Regions from separate parts of the Mus musculus genome. Here region 2 is linked to region 1. Evidence: chromatin contacts called from public HiChIP or PLAC-seq data. All regions are on one chromosome and are shown on one strand. The core of a region is the stretch at or near the end of the contact, and the rest is flanking DNA. Distances in the headings are between cores, read along the strand shown. Region 1 has its middle 16 kb from the start of Gm23058. Region 2 overlaps Ccdc138 (coiled-coil domain containing 138).

Region 1 (3,284 bases), core at 677-3,176:
GAACAATACCTTCCACAAGTGTAAATATGGTAAGACTAAAAATTTGCCTAAATATTCATCTAACTTGTCAACTTACAGTTTTCAGCATTCTGTTACAATGACATCCCCCTTCAGGCACAAGAGGGGAAGAAGCCTAACTGAAACCCAACCATCGAAGTGGTCATTAGTGTTAAGGGATTATCTATTTCTTCTCCTTATAGTAACAGGAGCTACAAAGCAGCATCTATGCAGAACTGTAATTAACCAAGGTTCATTACCAGCATCTTTTATGCTGGTCCAGAAGGTCTATAAACTATATGAACAGCTGTGCAATTTCAGCCCATTAGTTTCTCTATGTGATATGCAATAAAAATAATTTTGTTTTATAACTAACTATGGATTTGATAGAGACAAATCCTCTTTTAGCCTAAGTTTTTATCTCATAAGATAATGAAAACAAACCAAAACAAAAAAGAAACCTCATTATGAGCTGGAGAGACGGCACTTACTTCACTTACCCTGGACCAACTTTAGTTCTTAATACTCATGCCAGGCAACTCACAACTACTTGCAACTCCAGCTCCAGGGGAGCCAACACCTCTGGCCTCATGGGTACCTGCACTCATGTGCACATACACTCTCTTAAACATAACTAAAAAAGAATAAAAATATCTTAAAAACATACTTTAATAAAGCAAAATTAGTGTTTTACATTATTTTCAACACTCATTCATCTTATATTTATTTGTCAAGCATAAGGTCTTCCTAAATAAGGTCTCTCAGGAGTGCTCTGTCATGAGATCCAGTGCTGCGGATCCAACAATTCAGTACCATTGCCAGTGGGTTCAAGGGCAAAGTAACTAGGGCCAGAACATACAAAACGCTAGTGTGGGGAACAGAAACGGGTGGGTTTCTGTGAGTTTGAGGCCAGTCTGGTATACACTGGGAATTCCAAGTCAGCCAGTGCTATACAGTGAGACCCTGTCTTAAAGAAAAAGAGGGGAGGGGCAAGAGAGAGGAAGGAAGGATGGAAAGAAAGAAGGAAGGAAGGAAAGACAGACAGACAAGAAGGCAATATCAACTATTAGAAACACTGTCCAGAACAGGGGGGAAAAAAATCACCAAAAAATGTGATCCACCTGTGGATAATGTTGCCAATGCCTCTGAACTCTGTAAAAGTTTCCTTTATCAAACTTTATAAGACACATCCAAGTGGACCAGCCATCAAAAACAGCCATCAAAAGCTCATGGAGTGCTGGTGAGGTAAAGGTACTTGTATGAAACTTAAGGACCTGAGTTTGATTCCCTAGGACCCAGGAAGAAGAGAACGGATTCCTGTAAGTTGTGCTTTGTGGTGGTCTGAGTAAGAATTCCCTCACACACACACCCTAGGCTCATATATTTGAATGCTTGGTCCCCAGTTGGTGGAACTGCTGGGAAGAGCCAGTAGGAAGGGCTTTGAGGTTTCAGAAGATTGGTGCCACTTCCAGTGTTCCTCCCTGTCTCCTGCTTATAGATCAAAATGTGAGCTCTCAGCTGTTTCTGCTGCCATGCTCTGGCTCTGCCATCACAGACACTAAGTCCTCTGAAATCATAAGCCCAATCCAACACTGTGTTTTGTAAGTTGCCTTGATCGTGGTGTTTTGTCACAGCAACAGAAAAGTTAGTACAACATCCCTTACATGTACCATGGCATGCACACACACAGACATACACAATCAAAACTAAAAGTTCACAGGAATTTGACTGAGTCAGAAACACATCTTCTAAACAACATGGGATCATCTATATTACTAAACAATAAGCAGCAGGATAGGGAGGACAGCAGCTAGAGCCAGGATAGGAGTGATAAAAACTGCAAAAAGGGTGTGGGCTGCACCAGGAAGCAAGGTGGAGAAGCCAAGGTAACAGACTAGGAGGGGCAGAGAGGGAGGTAGCAGGCTCTGGCATTGTTAACATTTTTCTTCACATTCTTTCATGCACATAGCAACAAAACAGACCTGGTGAAGTACAGCCTGAGCTGTACTTTCATGTAGCCATAATCTTGCCCATTGAAAGCTAGCATTTAAGGCCTACTCCGAATCTAATAAAAGTTTTTATAAGTCCACAAAATTTACCAGGCGATCTAAGTTGGTTGAGTGCTTGTCTAGTATGGACAGAATTGTGGGTTCTAACCCTGGTACCACGTAAAAACTGGGAATGGTGGTGCCCAGTGCTGGACAGGTGGCAGCAGAGGGATTAGAAGTTCAAAATCATCCTTGGTGCATGGCTGAGTGCCAGGTCAGCCCGGCTAGGTCAGACCCTGTCTCACAAGGTGTGGTTGAGGCACAGAGATGACTCAGAGGGCTAAGCATTCATTACCTTGCAAGTATAAGGAACCGGGTTTGATCCCTAGAGTGCTCTTTCCTTTGATATATTCACTTGTTTTTGAGATAGGGTCCTAGCAATCAAATATATTATTAAACTAATATAGTCTGTTTAGATACCAGTTTAAACAAGCCAACAATAGAAGCATATTCTTAAAACAAGTGGGGGATGTGATTACAAAGCAGGCATTAAATAATGCTGAGGCATCTCTGCTCTTTTTGTCAGGCAGGACAGCAGTATGTGGTTTTATAATAAAGCATCCATCTCAGAGTCCAACTCTGATACATACCAAGACAGTACCTGATATCTGCTTCTGCTTCTAAATATTTAATTAAAAGAAGAAAAAGAATGTGAAACAAGTTCAGCCACAGAGCAACGACATGCAGGCAGTGAGAGTGCAGAAGAGCCATTTCTTGTTTGTATTACAATATTTTCTTAACAGCTTTCTCTAATGAGGCCTCTGAGGATGTTAACTCTCAACACAATGGCACATATCTTGACTAAGATCAGACATAGTACATTCAAGGACATGCTAAATTCCAAAAGGAGGTCACTAAGAAAGAGGAGAGATCCTTCTAAGTGGAGGAGTAAGGAGTGCCTCAGGGAATAAAGAGCAGGTGCGGAGACTCATAAACTGGGGAGTTCAGAATTCTATTTTGACTCTAGACCACATGATTTACATGTCATGTGGAAAAAAGCTATAAAGAGTGTGAATTCAGGATGGAAAGGATTATAAACGTGGAGATGCAGAATTTGATGGTCCTTCACACAACAGTATAAGCTACAGGAGCAGAATAGAGGCATTCAGTGTGTGTGTGTGTGTGTGTGTGTGTGTTGGGATTGGAGCAGGGTTCAGGCTTTTTCAGGGCAACATGTTGCTAAGAATAAATCCACACAATCAAGAATAGCACATACACTTACATGGGTGATTCCTTTAC
Region 2 (3,566 bases), core at 316-2,815, 170 kb before region 1:
AATCGCTCTTTAAGAGAAACAATTGAAAGTGCAATTAGTCACTGCCCATGTTACATAAATACTGACTATAAGTCAAATATTTGAGATGTTTTGTCAACAAATTATTAATTCTCAAGGACAAGGTATTGTGGAACTTTAAACTCTAGATTCTTTAAAGACAAAGAAGGGGGAAATTATATCCCCATGCATATTATTTAGTGCATTCCCATGCACATTTAAATCATACTTTTATTTTAGAATTTTGAAATTTGGATGTCAAAGAATTTAATAAATGCCTTATAGTATCTTAAAAGGATCTACTTATTGGCATATGGCTTGATCCTGAACAGCTACCTTATTAGGAAAGGGAAAAGTATAGGTTCTCTCCACAGAACGCTGCAGAAGCATGATGGTTAATTCATGTGACGGGCTGACAGGTAAGTGCCCTGACTTTAGTGACTAGAAAGCTGATTTGGGTACATGTTTTCGACCCATCCTTGCTTGCCATTTTTCCAGTTTGGACAAGTGAAGCTGCCTTGCTTAAAAGAACATCAGAGACTGTAATCTGACTTAGAAAGATTGCTCATATAAAAAGAGTTATGGTGATCCTTCTCTTTCCCTCATTGTGACCAGTTATTCTAACTCAATCTTGGACTGGCCTAGTAATAATTCCAGTATTAGAGAATCCCAGGGAAGTTAGCTAAATATTCTTAATTACTTAACAAAGTTAAATTGGAGCACAGCCTCCTCTCCCAGAAAGATTGCAGCCTTTCAGTGATTCTCAAGGTCACCTCCTCCCACACCAGGAGCTCTAAGTCTAAGCTTGGTTGTTGCTAATTTGCAATTGAATAGAGTACCTGGACTTCCCCAAAAGATGCTTTTGTACTGTTGCCTTTCACTGACTTTGTTTTTCAAGCAGGTCAGTTAAATGCCCTTCAGCCTGACTGCAACAGGTGTGCATTCCCCACCTCCAAGCAGGTAGCAGTTACTAATCTTCACTCAAGTAGCATTCCAGTACAAATTGTGGCTTTTAGTCTGTTTTAGAATTAATGTTTGCTATGAGGGCCGGACAGTCTAGACGAACATCCAAATCTCAAAATCATATCAATCTAGACAGAAGTACATGCCAAGAGGCCATGGTTTATTAATAATTCACCACAGAGCCATGTAAGAACTGGAGGCAAAGGTTAATATCTTAGAAGTAGTAGTCCTAACAATAGGGCAGGGACATAGCATATATTAAGGCTAAAAAGGCAGAAATTTCAGATATTAGCAATAGTCACTTGGACACTTGGAACATTGATGAATTGGCCAGAGATTTAATAGTAACCTAAGTGCATTGAATCCCCTGGATTGGGCTCAATATATTATCCTACTTACTATTATTATTGGCATTATTTTATTAGTAAATCATTGTGTTCCACTCACCTTTAGAGCACTTCTAAGATCTATAGCTACGACAAGACAGGACATTCCAGAACTTCGGCAGAAATATAAGAATGGGGGAATGCTATGCACACTCCCATTGCACAAGCAGTGAAGTTTGCTTGGCAGGCCAAGAGGCCTAGAAGCACTCATGAGGCAGAGTTTCACGAAAACTCACCTCCTGGAGCTTTGGTGTTCTCATTAACCCGTACATTCTAACCCTATCCCCGCGTTAGTCTGGTGTTTGGATCCACGTGCGCTCTTTTAGTATTATCTTATTATAAATTCCTTTTAAGATTGGATTCTGATAGAGTTAAGCCTTTGCCATTGTTCCAATGTCCTAGAAAAACAACTTGGAATTCAGTAGGAATTCAGTAAGGAAGTTACCTATTCAGTATCTAATTAAGTATTACAAAAGATAGAGCCTGCAGCTCAGGGCTGGTCTGCTAGGTGTTTTCTAGGACAGTCTTAACCAAACAAGGGTTACCATGAGAAAAGTTAGGGAACCCCACTGAGACAGGTTTCTTCACTAGGCCCAAAGAAATCAGATAGAACTATAGAGCATAAATAAATTTTATGCCTCAGTCCAGCCTTTCTTTTTTATATTAATAACAGTGAGGAGATGTAACCTCCCCCCACAAGCCTGAAGCAGGCTGAGCCAGCCCTTGACTTTGCTTACCACTAAGGAGATCACCTAGGGTGGAGCCTGCCTCCCTGGATCACTCTACTGTTCTGCCACTGCCGCTGCTGCTACCTGCTGGGAGTTGGCCTAGCTGTTCCAGAGTCTACATCTGATCCTATACGTAGTCACCTGCAGCTGGGCGGGAGTCTACATCTGATCCTACACATGGTCACCTCCAACTTGGCAGGAATGGGCCTCCCCTCTCCTTTATAAAGCATGTCTGCCATTAAAAATTTGAACCTTGATCAGAATACTGTCTTGGTTCCATTTCTCTCTCTCTTCCACCTAGATTCCTTTTCTTTCAGCTCCAGGCTGCCTCCCAGGCTCGAACCTGGACATGAGAGCTGCAGGCTGGCCCCAACAGCCAACCATCGGACTGAGCACGGGGACATCAATGGAGGAGTTAGAGGAAGGACTGAAGGAGCTAAAGGGGTTTTCAACCCCTTAGGAAGAACAACAATATCAACCAACCAGATGCCCCAAAGTTTCCATGGACTAAACCACCAACCAAAGAGTACACATGGAGGGACCATGGCTCAAGCTGCTTATGTAGCAGAAGATGGTCTTATCTGGCATCAATGGAAAGGGAGCCCCTTGGTCCTGTGGAGGATGGATGCCCCAGTGTAGGGGAATGCTAGGGCAGTGAGGTGGAAGTGGGTGGGTGGGTGGGTGGAGGAGCACCCTCATAGAAGCAGGGGAAGGGGATGGGATAGGGGGTTTTTAGAGGGGAAACTGGAAAAGGGGATAACATTTGAAATGTAAATAAATAAAATAAACAAACAAACAAAAAGAATTCAAGTCAATGCTTCCAACTGGCAGAAATGAATAAGCAAGGACAGAGAGGAACATTCTAGTGCTACAGTTGTTTAATCATGGTATGAGGAAAAGCATTCACCAAAACTCACCATACTTTACATGAGAAAACTATAGTTTGTTGTTATATGTGATTTATACCTCGAGCCCAGTCAGGGGTAGTATTATGATCTGAGTAGCAAATGTCCTCCCAAAACTGCAGTGTTGAGAGGCAGGGCTTGGAGGGGTAAAGTATCCAGATCATGAGAGCTCTGACTCTGTCAGTGATGGATTAACAACGACTTAGTCAATGATGATTACCGGTGAGCTAATCATGGTTGGAAGAAGTGGAAACTAGGAAGTAGGGCTCAGGAAGTAGGAAGTGGAGGAATGACACTGGGGACCTGCTCTTCCTCCAACTCTGTTTCCTGGCTATGAGGTGCGCAGGTCTGCTTTATTACATATCCTTCTGTCAGGAAGTCTGGCCTCACTGTAGGCCCTATCCTGGTTTGCTTTCTATTGCTGTGATGAACACTAAGGCCAAGCAGCTTGGGGAGGAAAGGGTAAATTTGGCTTACACAACCTGATCATAGTTCATCATAAAATGAACCCAAGGATGGAACTTAAGGCAGGAACATGGGAACTGAAACAGAAACCATGGTTTTTTTGCTTATTGGCTTGCTTCTAA

The links. HiChIP or PLAC-seq counts read pairs in DNA pulled down with a chosen protein or histone mark.
Region 2: a contact with region 1 is called in an H3K27ac HiChIP or PLAC-seq map of embryonic stem cells, with 7 read pairs. The contact joins two enhancer-like sites.

The regions. Positions count from the first base shown.
Region 1 is chr10:58,363,938-58,367,221 of GRCm38.p6, reverse strand. It overlaps a transcript of Lims1 not described here. Among named protein-coding and RNA genes, the nearest start is that of Gm23058, 16 kb to the right of the region's middle. Within about 2 kb of position 1,926, at least 42 of the 459 cell types and tissues checked have an H3K27ac peak or open chromatin away from gene starts, as enhancers often do. A contact at or near this core is called in embryonic stem cells, where this site is marked.
Region 2 is chr10:58,529,675-58,533,240 of GRCm38.p6, reverse strand. The region is part of intron 10 of Ccdc138 (coiled-coil domain containing 138); the gene reads right to left. Among named protein-coding and RNA genes, the nearest start is that of Ccdc138, 34 kb to the right of the region's middle. Within about 2 kb of position 1,565, at least 14 of the 459 cell types and tissues checked have an H3K27ac peak or open chromatin away from gene starts, as enhancers often do. A contact at or near this core is called in embryonic stem cells, where this site is marked.